Regions from separate parts of the Zea mays genome. Here all the other regions are linked to region 2. The links are chromatin contacts, called in public Hi-C maps. All regions are on one chromosome and are shown on one strand. Each heading gives the region's core, a stretch centred on a gene start, on an enhancer-like site or on the middle of the called end of the contact. The rest is flanking DNA. Distances are from core to core; before and after follow the strand shown. Region 1 holds the start of LOC111589795 (translation initiation factor IF-2). Region 2 holds the start of LOC541775 (RNA polymerase T phage-like 1). Region 3 holds the start of LOC100193564 (AT hook-containing MAR binding 1-like protein).

The links. A called contact is a pair of places that touch in the nucleus more often than the background predicts.
Region 1: a contact with region 2 is called in a Hi-C map of tassel, with 2.1 times the contacts expected there. The contact joins the promoter of LOC111589795 here to the promoter of LOC541775 in region 2. A contact is called at or near these places in 7 of 25 Hi-C or Micro-C datasets (ear, leaf, leaf mesophyll and 2 more).
Region 3: a contact with region 2 is called in a Hi-C map of tassel, with 2.1 times the contacts expected there. The contact joins the promoter of LOC100193564 here to the promoter of LOC541775 in region 2. A contact is called at or near these places in 5 of 25 Hi-C or Micro-C datasets (ear, leaf, tassel and 1 more) and 1 of 3 datasets of contacts at active chromatin or transcription factors (leaf).

The regions. Positions count from the first base shown.
Region 1 is chr7:175,042,933-175,047,158 of Zm-B73-REFERENCE-NAM-5.0, reverse strand. LOC111589795 (translation initiation factor IF-2) reads right to left here and starts at 2,156. Exons shown (of 2, transcript XM_023300715.2): 1 at 127-2,156. The coding sequence starts at 1,073. The coding sequence ends at 186.
Region 2 is chr7:175,226,769-175,231,263 of Zm-B73-REFERENCE-NAM-5.0, reverse strand. It overlaps LOC541775 (RNA polymerase T phage-like 1), which reads right to left and starts at 2,317. Exons shown (of 19, transcript NM_001111461.2): 1 at 1,293-2,317; 2 at 367-582; 3 at 137-270. The coding sequence starts at 2,060.
Region 3 is chr7:175,087,815-175,091,922 of Zm-B73-REFERENCE-NAM-5.0, reverse strand. It overlaps LOC100193564 (AT hook-containing MAR binding 1-like protein), which reads right to left and starts at 1,443. Exons shown (of 1, transcript NM_001138673.1): 1 at 115-1,443. The coding sequence starts at 1,443. The coding sequence ends at 115.

The DNA of each region.
Region 1 (4,226 bases), core at 907-3,406, 180 kb after region 2:
CTGTATGGATCGCCTCCCTTTATGCAAAAACCTTGCGTAATATAATTGCACACAAAGATCTCTTGTAAATGTTTTTTGAACCACGACGCTACTAGTTATTTGTCAAAAGCCCATTGAAACGCTCACCTCCAACCACAATTCGGCTCAGGAAGAACTCTTCTGAACGCCCGCAGCCACCTCAACGCTCAAGCCTTGGTTAGGTTGCCCAGGAACCTCCGCAGCTTCTTCACCGCGAAGCACGACCTCCCGCTCCGGCTCCGGCTCCTCCGGGCCAGCGCGCTTGCCCGCGTGCCGCGGGCGTCGTCCCCGTCCGCGCGGCGACGAAGCTCAGCTTCAGCTTCAGCAGCCACTCGCCTCTTGGCGCGCGCTGCGTTCAGCCTCGCCAAGGCCGCCGCTCTTCGCGCCTTCGCCGCGTGCCGCGCTGCTTCGGCCTCCTCGACGCGCGCCTCGGCCTTCCGCTCCTCGGCGTCCACGAGCCTGCGCAGCTCCTGGAGCTTCCGCGCCGGCAGCGCCACGACGTCGTGGTGGGGGTCCTCCTCCCCGTCGCCGCGCGCGCGCGCGGCCAGCTCGGCGGCCGCGGCCGCGGACCACGCCAGCGCGTGGGCCTCCGCCGCGATGGCGCGCTCCGCCAGCTGAAGCGCCCGCGCGGCCTGGCGCCGGACGAGCACCCGCCGCTCCAGCGCGTCCTTGGCGCCCCTCGACGCCGCGACCTCCGCGCGCAGCCGCCGGAGCTCGGCGCGCGCCCCGTCGACGCGCAGGCGGAGGTCCTCCGCGGCGGCCTTCTTCCTCGCCGCCGCCTCCTGCCTCGTGGCGACCGCGGCGTTCGTGGACTCGATCCGCGACTTGAGCAGCGGTATCTCGGCCGCCGTCGCGGCGAGGCGGGTCTTGGCCGCGGCTAGTTCGGTGCGGAGCCGCTCCAGCTCCTCGCCGAGCGGCATGGACGCCAGCCACGCCTGCACCGCCGCCTCGCGGCCGCGCTCCACCTCCTCCCTGGTCCCCGACAGCGCCTTGTTGTGGACACTGGCGGTTGTGCCAGGGGGGAGCTCGGCTGATTCGTTGTTGCCTTCTTCCATTTTCTGACGACGAGTTCGACGTGTGCTTCAGCTGGACAGGTGCATATGCCGTTGTTATATGCAAGGGCCAAGGTGTGACGGGGGCTTCTAACGTTCTATGCTTCTTCTTGGTGTATCCTATGGGTTTTGTTGTTTCTATCGCTGCCCCGCTGGCTGTAATAATAATTGTAAATGTGCATATTTCGAGTTCAAACAAGCGCGGCAGCACATTGTACTCACCGATTTGATAATTTGAGGCGAATTGCTGGGTTGCGGCACTACTGCTCTGCTCATGACAATGATAACGAGGTAGATATCACTAGTTCATTATCACGGAATCGATCTTCAAAGACGGCCAAAATCTATTGTCGAGGACGGCAGCATGTTCGCCTCCGAACAGGCGTCGCTCTTGATAAAAAAAGAGGCCACTCTGGTAAGCTTGAGACCACGAATGAAGCCACCACCATCGCATCCCCGATCAGAAGTTTTGACGACGAGTCGCGGCCGGCCGGGGTGGCCGAGGCGATGTTTTAACAGGCCCCCGTGACACCGAGATAGTGGGCCGTCAGTGTTGATTCGTCCGGCCCAGCATCGAGAGAAGGAGCGGACCAGACGTGTCTTGTAGCCGGACGGCAGTCGGCAGGTCATGGTAGCGGCGCCCGTGTTTCAGTTCATCTTGTCTTGGACCACCACTTGTGCAGCGCAGGCGCAGCGTTGGTACGGGAGTTCACGTACCCGGGCGGCGCACGGAGGACAGCGACGATCGAGCGGCACAAGTGGTCTCCTCTGTGGCTCTGTCTGCTTCGGGGGGCAGGCAGGAGCGGAAGGCCGAAGGCGGAGCTCTCGCACTCAGCGGTTGGCAATCAAGTCTTTTTTTTTTTGGTGGATGGACGGACGGATCACTGAAACGATGCAGCTGCAATGAAAGCTACCATGAACCACTGCTACTCGCTGGCATTGATGCTGCGTGCCGCCGCCGCCATGACCCCAGCCTCTGCCTGTGAGAGCAGCGATGCACAGCTAGCATGTGGATGGTGGTCCGTCCTGAGTACTCGTACGTCTCTCTCTCTGCCCTGTGCCCTCTGCTTCGGTGCTTTCGTACCCGCTCATCCTGTCATCCATTGATATGCTTCTGTGCGTAGTACAGAGCCACAGCACGTGTTAGAGCTTCTGTAGGAATTAATAACAGAACGCTTGCATCGACTTCTCTGAGCGAGGAGAGAGGACGGACATTCCTCGGCCGTTTGGGCGGAGGCGCTGTCCTTCGCCGACACGTGGGTCCGGGGCGCCGGTCGTTCCGGTTCCGAGTGCGTCTTGGAGGCGCAAGGATTTGCTTGCCTCGTCGTTCGTTGGCCTGTTTGCTGCCGCCGGACAGTTCCTTTGACGGGCGCCGGTCGCCGGGCCAGCACCGGCAGAGAGCCAGAGCCAGAAGCCCAGTGCCCAGAACGAACGGACGAACCAACTGCGCCGCGCCGCGCCGCGCAGCACGGACGGCGCCCTACAGTCCGGGTAGGCATGGCAGTACACGTGAGCAGAGCCAATGCCTGCCAGCTCCCTTTGTCTTCGCTCCGCATCCAGACTGCCGCTGCCAGCCAGCGCTAGATCCTCTGCCTGTCGTGGCCCTGCTGCTGACGCCTTTATCTTTTTCCTGCCATCGCTCTCGTCGTCGTGGTCGTCGTCTTCTCTCGATCGTTCTTGCTCCCAGGATTTTCATCCACCCGTATTTCCGGACCCCGGAGCCGGAGGACGTACGTACTGGACGAGTGTTCCTTTGCGTTGCGTGTGGACCCTCGTGTCCGCGTCTCACCATCTCGGCGTGACGTTGCGCAAAGTGTATCAAGTAAGCTCTCAAGTGCAAAAAGAGAAGCCGAATAATTATACCAGACACGATTTGACTTCATCTCTAGAGTGCCTTGAGGTTTCTTATAGGACAAGAGATGGTTTTTCGTGGGCACGATGAATCCTCGTCCTCTCTAAACAAGGGTAATTTCCTAGAGATGATAGATTGGTACAAGGGTGTCGTCATGATGCCAAGAAAAAAAACTAGTACTTTCGTACTGTAACTATATCCATGCTTGTCTTGGTCGTGATCTCCAGGAGTCGACCGAGAGACCGGAGCACACTCATCATGATGCCAAAATCCGACCGCGGGAACTACGCGAGATTTGGGACCAGCACAGCATTATCTCCCATCAATTTAAAATGCACGCGCGCGGGAGCTAATTTCTTGCTACCACCACCGTACCCGCCGCCCAACGACGTACCTCAGGGCGTGTTCGGTTGGCTGCAAGCCGACACTGTTGCAGCTGTTTGGACTGCTGCAGCTGCAATCCATAGAGAGAAAAATACTGTAGAAGCCGCAGTCGCAGCCGGATTAAAGCCGCAGCAAGCCGCAGCGAACAAGCTGTGAGCGCTGCAAGGACGCCGTTGCAGTCTCGATCGCCAGATGTGAGGATCCGAGTCGGAGAACGAAGCTAGCTAGCAGGCAGCAGCAACGGAACAAAGACAAAGCGGAAGAGTGCAAGCATGGAAAGACGCCTGTGGCTGTAGATGCGAACGATGGGTGTTGCTCTCGGTCTAGCTCCCGCCCCTCCCGGTACCCTAGCTAGCACGCACGTAACGCCTGGGCCTCATGTTCGAATCTCACCATCCTGTGTTCGAAAGAGATACTACCGAGCACGGCGTACAAACTTCCTCCTCCTGCTCGACACGGTGGCGCAGCAGGGATGGAGACGCATATACTCGCGTACAATAACAAGAACAGCTAGCAACGACGTCCATGGTATACCGGTGCCAATAGCGACTTCACGCTTCAGCACGTTCTGTATTTGTACAAAAAAAAAAACCTCCAAAACATTGGACGACCATAGAAAAAAAAAGAAAGAAACTTGTTTCACGACAGAAGAAAAAAGGAAAATATCCTCATACACGTCAACTCACACACGTTCCTTTCATTTTTGCTCCATGTGTGAGATGCTATGCAGGCATGAAGCATCTCTCTGTTTGCAACTGTTTTTTGTGGGTCTTAGGGGGTGTTTGGTTTTAGAGACTAATTTTTAGTCCCTCCAATTTATTCCACTTTAGTCACTAAATTGTCAAATATGAAAACTAAAATAGAGTTATAGTTTCCATATTTTGCAATTTATTGACTAAAGTGGAATAAAATGGAGTGCC
Region 2 (4,495 bases), core at 1,068-3,567:
TATAGTTCTCTAATCAAAGAATTCCCGGCTAATAAAACCTGGGAGTTAATCCAATGGCAGAAGTTTTTTAGATGAACTATAGATGTAGCATCGAGAATCAATTTTGTAGCAAAGGAAGGTAAGGTAACACTATTACTGCTGTTCTTTCACCATTGTTCTCATTTCATGTCTGAAAGCAGGACGGATGTCAGGCAGACCATCTGATGATTGGCTTGCTGGTGGTTGTATATGTGCTGTTCCAATAAAAAGATCAATCAAACGACTACCGACCTGAGAACAGCAAATGATAATAGGAAATGTCAAAAGTCAAAATAAGCGATGGGCTGAAAACAACACAAAGTCAAATATCTAACATAGGATTCAGACTTTTGCATGAGCATCTTGACCCCACGGCCTGGATTTATCTTGATTCTTCACTATGTTCCTGACTTGCCGTAACTTTTGCTTTTTCATTAGGTCGGTGACTTTCTTTCTTAGACGCTGTTGTTCTATAGCAATGTTTGTGTCACCAGCTTCTTCTTCATTTTCCATCTCTTTGTTGTTTTTCTTCCTTGTCTTCTCCAGAAATCTGTTAATTCGAACCTAGAGAAAGATGAAAAAACAATAATATACCATGGCTTGTTAGCATCTGACACCATGACACAACATGTTGTCATCAAAATAGGTTATGCATTAAAGGCAACTTAATAAAGACTTGACACCTAACTATTTTATTCGAACCAAATAAAATGTAACGAGGTAAGAAATATGAGAAACGCATAATATTTATGGCACCTTCAAAGACATAGGGAAGTGATTAGAAACTCATACTTAGACAACAGAGTTCAAACAAAGAACATGAAATTAATAAAATTGCCTCAAACTTAACACTTAACAGGTTGAGCTCAAACAGAAAGCACCATTGAATTATTGCCCTACCAATATAAATGTAATAGTTCCTACCCTTAAATTACTCCAAGAAGTTAGATTTTATATCTCATAAGAGAGGTTTGTCTGTCAATTATGATTGACAAAGTTCATCTATGGCAGATATAAACATTCTTTGATTAAAATAATATCATTCAGGTTATTTTTTCTTCGCAATGATGCATAACCATAGAATTCTTCCCTGAAACAATAAATAGTTAACTGAGAGAAGAACAGATATATTATTATTAGGTCCCCATTTAAAGTTATTCGGTCTACTAATTCATTATATTAATTTGTTCATGGACTTCACATTACTAACAAGTAACAACAAGAAGCACTGATTCCCTGAGTCAAGAAGCATCTCCAAGCAACAATTCACACACCTCGTGTTCAATTGCCTCGCCAATCTGGCACGCGGCCTGGATGACTCGAACACTGCCGTCCCCACTGCCCGTCATGAGCAACCCCATGAGCTTGTGCATGGTGATGACAGCCATCATGTCCGCAGGGAGCATACTGAAAAATGGACCGTGCGAGGCCCGGGACCCGGGGTCTGCCACAAGTTCTTGCTCAGTGGCGATCTGATCCCGCAACGGCTCGAACCAGCCAAGAAAGAGCGACTTGACGTAGGGTAGGTTAGGGGCGAGCTTCTGCTCGCACATGTCCGCGAGAAGCTCACGGTACTCGTTGGCGGCCTGCTCCCACGCCTCCGTCTCGATGCGGATTTGTCGCCGGCGAAGGGAGGTGTACCTGTGGTATGTCATCCCGTGCTCCGCCGCCAACACTTCCGCATGCCGCCCGCGCCCACTTCTCCTATGCCGGCTACGGTGGTCCCGCCCGGGTGCCTGATGCTCCTCTGCCACCGCCTGAGGTTGAGGCAGATTCGGACTCGGCTGCGCCCGGACGATCTCCTCTATCGCGTGGTGCAGCTCCTCGGCATCCTCCGAGGACACAGCCTCCGCGGCGGCGGAGGATGAGAACCATCGCGGCTCCTGCTGCCACGGGGGCAAGAGTGACGGCGGAAGGAGACCGGAGGCCGTAGTGGGGAAGTGGCGCTCGAGAGGAGGAGCGTGCGTGGCGGTGGCGCGCTGGAGTGGGGAGGAGGAGAGGAGGGCGGAGGCGAGGCGGCGGGTGGGGAGACGGCGCCACATGACGGGCTAGGGTTGAGGGTTTAGAGACGGAAGCTGAGTTTCTATGCGGCCGCCGGTGCCTCGCTCGAAAACGGCGACAGAGGCTGGGCCGTGGGTAAAGGCTGCAAAGGAACGTAGGGCCGCGATGGATGCAGACGAACCAAGGAACGGGTAGGATTGTCGCTTCGTCGCTGGTACAGGCCCGTTCATTTCCAATGCTAAATTTTAGCACATATGACATTGAATGTTGGATGCTAGTTAAAAATCTCTATATACTAACTATTAAGAGAATGGTGTAGACCGCTCCCGCCTCCCTACGCCTGCCTGCCCGCCCGCCCGCCCGCCCGCCGCAAACGCCACGACCCGCCCGACCGCCGCGAACGACGCCTCCCCTCCCCTAAAACCAGCCCCCGCCCGTCGCCGAGAAACACACGACCGTGTCCCCGCCTGCCCCCGCGTCGTGCCCCCGCGCCCGTCCCCACGAATGATGCCCCTGCGCTCGCCCCGCGATGCAATCCCCACCCCCGGCGCCCGCCCATCGCACGCACTTGCTACGTAGCCATGAGGAGAGTGAGGGAGGAGTCAAGGGAGCAGGGAGCGGTGGCAGCTTGAGAGATCGACGGCCACGACGGCGAGGCGGGGACCAACATCGTCTTCACGCTCCTGCTCGCCTTCCTCCTCCTACTCCTCTTCAACGACGGCCACCACCTCACCACCATTGTAGTTGTAGGAAGCGAAGGTGGATCCGGCGCCGTCTGCCCCGCCCCCATGATGCAAATCTCCCCCGCCCCCGCCCACGTCCCCATCTTCGTTGCATTTCCGCAATGGCGTCGGGCTCCTCTCGCTCCCAAATCGACCAGGTAAAACCCTAACCCTAGCACCAGGCTGCATTCCTGATGTAGCTGAGGTGCCCGATCTTTCGGCGAGTAGAGATAATTCCGATTTGGCGGAAGATGACCCTTGCGATCCGACTACGACGAGCAAGCCCGAGGCGCCAATGCAATCGCTGAACCAACTCCCTGTGGTTACCGACCTTGCTGATGCGAGATCGGCCTGATCACGAAGATTGTTTCCTGTGCGCAATCGAAGAACGAACAAGAAAAAGATGCGAGCAATCTAATCTATTACTCGAGGGTGGAGTTCTGAATACACGAAGACAGCGCAGATTTACGCGTGTTCGAGAGTAGCTAAAGCTAACGTAAAACAAAACTCGAAAATAAAGGAGGCGCAACTCCTGGATAAATAGAGGGGGCGCAGCCCCTAGGGCGGCCAACCCTAGGTCGTCCACTATGGGTCGCAGTTGGGCTGGTCGTCTATTCTTCTGGACCCTCATTCTTCAGTAGCATGACGAAGTTAAGATCTTTGGCACGGGCCCGAGTGATTGGCCCAGCCAATGAAGGAAGTGGCGCTTGATGTGGAGGTGCTGCTGGTGTAGTCGTACTCATAGTGATGTCCTCATCATCCTCCCCTTCTTGAAGTGAAGTCGTCCTCGACGACAACTCCTCATCCTCGGCCATATATGGTTTCAAATCTGCAACATTAAAACTAGTGGAAACACCAAATTCCGCAGGCAGGTCAAGGATATAAGCATTATCATTAATCTTTGTTAGCACCTTAAAAGGACCAACAGCACGAGGCATTAATTTAGAACGACGCAAAGTAGGAAACTGATCCTTTCTCAAGTGCAACCAAACCATATCACCTGGCTCAAAAGTAACATGTTTTCTTCCTTTACTACCAGCAACCTGATTTTTTTGCATTAGTAGCAGCAATGTTCTGTTTCGTTTGTTCATGTATGGTAATCATTTGTTCAACATGTGCAGCAGCATCTACATGTGGGGCGTTCGCAGCATTAAGTGAAATCAAATCAATAGGTGCCCTAGGGATGTAACCATAAACAATCTGGAAAGGGCACATCTTTGTAGAAGAATGTGTGGCATGATTGTAAGCAAATTCAACATGAGGCAAGCAATCCTCCCAACGTCTCAAATTCTTGTCTAAAACAGCCCTAAGCATGGTAGATAAAGTTCTATTTACTACCTCAGTTTGTCCATCAGTCTGAGGGTGACAAGTAGTGCTAAACAACAATTTAGTTCCCAATTTATTCCAAAGATATCTCCAAAAATGGCTTAGAAACTTAGCATCGCGATCAGAGACTATTGTTTTTGGAATATCATGTAAACGTATAATTTCTCTAAAGAACAATTCAGCAACAATGCTAGCATCATCAGTTTTATGACAAGGTATAAAGTGAGCCATTTTAGAGAATCTATCAACAACCACAAAAATACTATCTCTCCCCTTCTTAGTTCTAGGCAAGCCCAAAACAAAGTCCATAGAGATATCAAGCCAAGGAGAAGAAGGGACAGGCAAAGGCATATACAAAACCATGGTTGTTCAACCGTGACTTAGCTTTCTGACAAGTAGTGCAGCGTGCAACAAGGCGCTCAACATCA
Region 3 (4,108 bases), core at 194-2,693, 140 kb after region 2:
AAATGGTGGCAATGGAACCAAGGGAGTAGTGAAGGATCAGACTAAGTAGGAATTCCTTCAACAATAGGATACACACCACTTCTACGAACACCTACACTGAGCACATTGTGACAACTAAAACATCCTTCTGTTATTGCCATCCTCCCTCAAGAATGGTAAGTTGTGCAAATTCCCCAATATAGCATCAGTCGCATCAACATCCAAATCAAACCTGATATCCTCATCCCCGCCAAAATTAAGCATTGTGGCGCTATCAGTTGGCATTGCCACCTCATTTATGTTGATCTCTCTAGTACCCACTGTCTGCCCACTTCCTGCATTCCCATTCAACGAATCTGCCCCAAGCATAGATGGCTCAATGCCACTGTCCACGCCACTGGAACTGTGCTTCTTAGATACAGCACCAACTTTCTTGCGGGCTGTTGTCTTCTTCATCCTTCCTCTAGATGGACCTGCTGCACGGTCAATGTCACCACTCTTACCTGGGGGCTGCACACTTGCTGGCGTTGAATTGTCGTCAATGCCATTATTCTCAACATTTTGTACATCAGTGCCGCCATTATTCTCAAGATTCTGTACATCAACATTCACAGTGACCGCAGGTGCTGGCTGCAGCGGAGATTCAGAATTCCCAGGAAACATGGGGCAAAATGGCCTCCAGTTGGTGCTCAAATCAGCTGCCTTAGGGAAACCCATGGGGAAGAAGCCCCACGCGCAGTAGTACATGTCTGTGCCGGGCACAATAGGCGGCGCGTTCGGGATCTCTGTGGCCTCGAACGCTCGCCGGCAACCCGCGCTCTGGCACCTGAGCGCGCGCCCCACCAGCGCACGCTGGTATTGATACACATGGCAGCAGTAGGGGCACACCGTCCAGAACGCATTGCCATCAGCCGAGGCCAAGGCGTCCCCAGAAACAGGAGCAGGAGCTGGGATAAGAGAAGGAGCGGCAGCAGGAGCAGGAACAGGAGCAGGAGGGGCAGCAGGGGCAGGGGCAGGAACAGGAACAGGAGCGGCAGCAGGAGCAGGAGCAGGAGGTGGATCAGCGGAGGCGTTGCTGGAGAGATCAGCAAAGGCTTCTTGGATGAAATGAAGAGCGGTGTCCGCGGCGGGACGGGGATTACGCGGGGAAGACACGAGCTGCGAGAGGCGGTGGAAGGAGCGCTTGGCGGCGGCGGGGTCAAGGCCCGGGGCGGGCTGGAGCTGGAGCACGCCGACCGGATCGGGGCGGCCGGAGGGGAGCAGGCGCTGGGAGGCGAGGAGGACGTCGGCGACGGCGAGGAGCTCGTCCGCACCGGGGAGGTACGGGTCAGCCTCAACCGCGCGCTCCGCCAGTCGCTTGCAGCCGACCAGGTCCCGCGCGGCGAGTAGCTTCCGGGCGATCTCGAGCCACCGGGCCGGCTCGGCGCGGCTGCGGCCGCCGCCGCCGCCGCCGGAGAAATCCATGTGTGGGATGGGGTGGAAGGAGAGTGGTGGTAGACTGGTAGGCAGCGAGCGCTGGAGGTGGGGTTCAGCTGTCAGGTGTTACGAGGGGGATGGGAGCCTTCTTTCTGGGATCTAGCGACTAGCGGAGAGCTTTCCGTTGCGAGCGGGAGCAGTGACGGACTGACAGTGGTGGTTATACCGACATCCACGGTCAGCACGGCCGGTTATTACGGTTCTTTAAATGCACTAGAATAAAAGATTGTAACTTTAGATATATATTATTGGTTTCATATGTTATTGACTCATGTGAACCCCACATATAATGAGATAGTAATAATACATATCTAAAGTTGTGAATGGTACATATCCAAATTTTATTAAAATTAACTACTAAAATTAGCTGAGACATCTAAATAGTCTACCTAATAGTTTAGTTATTAGCAATTTTTAGCCAACTAAGGTCCTGTTTGAAATCATTAGAGCTAATAGTTAGCTAACTAATAAATTATTAGTCAGGTTAATCCAGCTAATGAACTAATTGTTAGCTACGATATAGCTAACAATTAGATACGGTATTAACTGATGGTGTTTAGAACCCAACAAGTAATTTTTAGTAGCTAACTATTAGTTTTAGAGATTTTAAACAGAGCCTAAGTATTAGTTCTAGTACATTTAAATACCCTAAAGGAAAAGAAAATAGAAAAGAAAATGTAAAAATAGGAAATTGAATACAACGTTTAGATTACGTAGTCATCTAAGACGAGATCCAAATATTAATGTTTTTTTTGAAACAAGCTTTTTATTGCTCTACTTTTAAGAAAGCAATTAACAATTTTGTAAGTGCAATCAATCTCAAATTGAGAGGTTTGGTGATTTAATGAAAAAACAAATAAGATTACTAATAAGTTTGCTTCTAGTGCACAAAGAAAAAAAAGGAGTAACAACTTTAGTTGAGAAATAGAAAGGGAAGTGTCAAGGACAAAGCAAACACATCAGTGGTGCTTTGAAAAGATTACATGTGACGATCGTGTAAAATTTTCTATATATCTTGAGTCGCAGAATCTAATTCTTTCTTAGTAATTTCCGCACATGTAATGGTGTTTGCTATTGCTTAAGCCTCTAAATTCAAAATCTATTTTGAAAACAAAAATTCTTTGGACACTCTGTGTTTGCGTCTGTAGTTAGGATTGAGAAACAGAGAGTGTTCCTGTTGAAAAGCTAGGTTGAACTTGACTTAAGCTGAGTTGAGTTTTTCTTTACCTGGGTTAAACTTGACTTAAGCTGAGTTGAACTTTTCTTTAGCTGGGTTGAACTTGACTTCAGCTGAGTTGAGATTTTCTTCAGTTGGGTTGAACTTGACTTTAGCTGAGTTGAGTTTTTCTTCAGCTAGATTAAACTTGACTCCAGTTGAGTTGAGCTTTTCTTCAGCTGGTCAAAACCAGTTGAACCTACCTCCGGGCCAGTTCAACTTGGTTTTCTCTCCTGAACTCTCTAGTTAATACCAGTTGAACCGACCCTAGGGGCGGTTCAACCGATGTCTGGGTCAACTGCCTAGTCTGACCTGCAGTCTGCTAGTCTGACTAGCAAACTGTCTGTCAGCCTGCCACCAAGCGGTTGAACCGCCCCTGGCCCCAGGGGAGGTTCAACCGGTGTCAGATCGACTTTCAACCTGCCCCATGCGGTTCAACCGGTCCTAGGGGCGGTTCAACCGGCCTTGCGCAGAAAAAGTTTGTCCAACGACTCTTTTTGATGAGACTCTATAAATACTCCCTCATGCCTCTCTCCTTTTTACCCTGGTCGCCCTCCATACTTATTGATCACCTAACTTGAGACAAAAGCACCCTCCCTCTCTCTCACTTGATCTAGCTCTCAAATCAATCGATTGAAGGAGCCCCTTTAGTGTGAGTTTTGTGCTTGTGGTCCTCGGATTTGGTTTTCCTCTCCCTTCTCATTATTATCTCTTGAGCTTGTTGCAAGCACCTCTTGTGCGATATTGTTGTTCTTGGAACCCTAGAGTTCTTAGACGAATTGAGGTTGCTTGGGAGTCTCCAAAGTTGTGGACGACCCCAAGAAGTTTGTATTCCCCGCCCTTGTGAGCAGATTTGAGAAAAGATTCCCTTGTCCTTTGTGGTCGGGTTGTGGAGGATTAGGGTTGGAAAAGACTCAACCCTTTGTGGGCTCCTCAATGGAGAGTAGGACACCTTTGTGGTGTGGCCGAACCTCGAGATAAAATCTTGTGTCTCTCACCATCGTGTGGATCTCGTGGTGAATTAACTCTTGTATTTCTCACCATCCACACTTAGTTTATCCCTCACGTTTTCCGTTCTAAGGGATCCTCATTGTATTTTCGCGTAGTTCAAAGCCTAGATTTATTCTAGCAGTTGGACTAGTTCAAAGTAGTTCAACTTGCCTTTATAGCATTTGAACTGGTCTGCACCAGTTGAACTGTAGATTTAACATTATCTCGAAGTTTGTGGTGATAATTTTTAGGTTTAGCCTATTCACCCCTCTAGCCTACTTTTCAATTGGTATCAAAGCTTTGTGCCTCGTTTTTGCGCCTAACCGCGTGAGGAAACGATCATGTCGACTCAAAGGGACAATGTGGATCCCCTTCTTGAGAAGATCCTAGCCACATCCACTACCGAGGAAATGGATCCCAATGTCCTTGACCTCGCCATGAAGATTG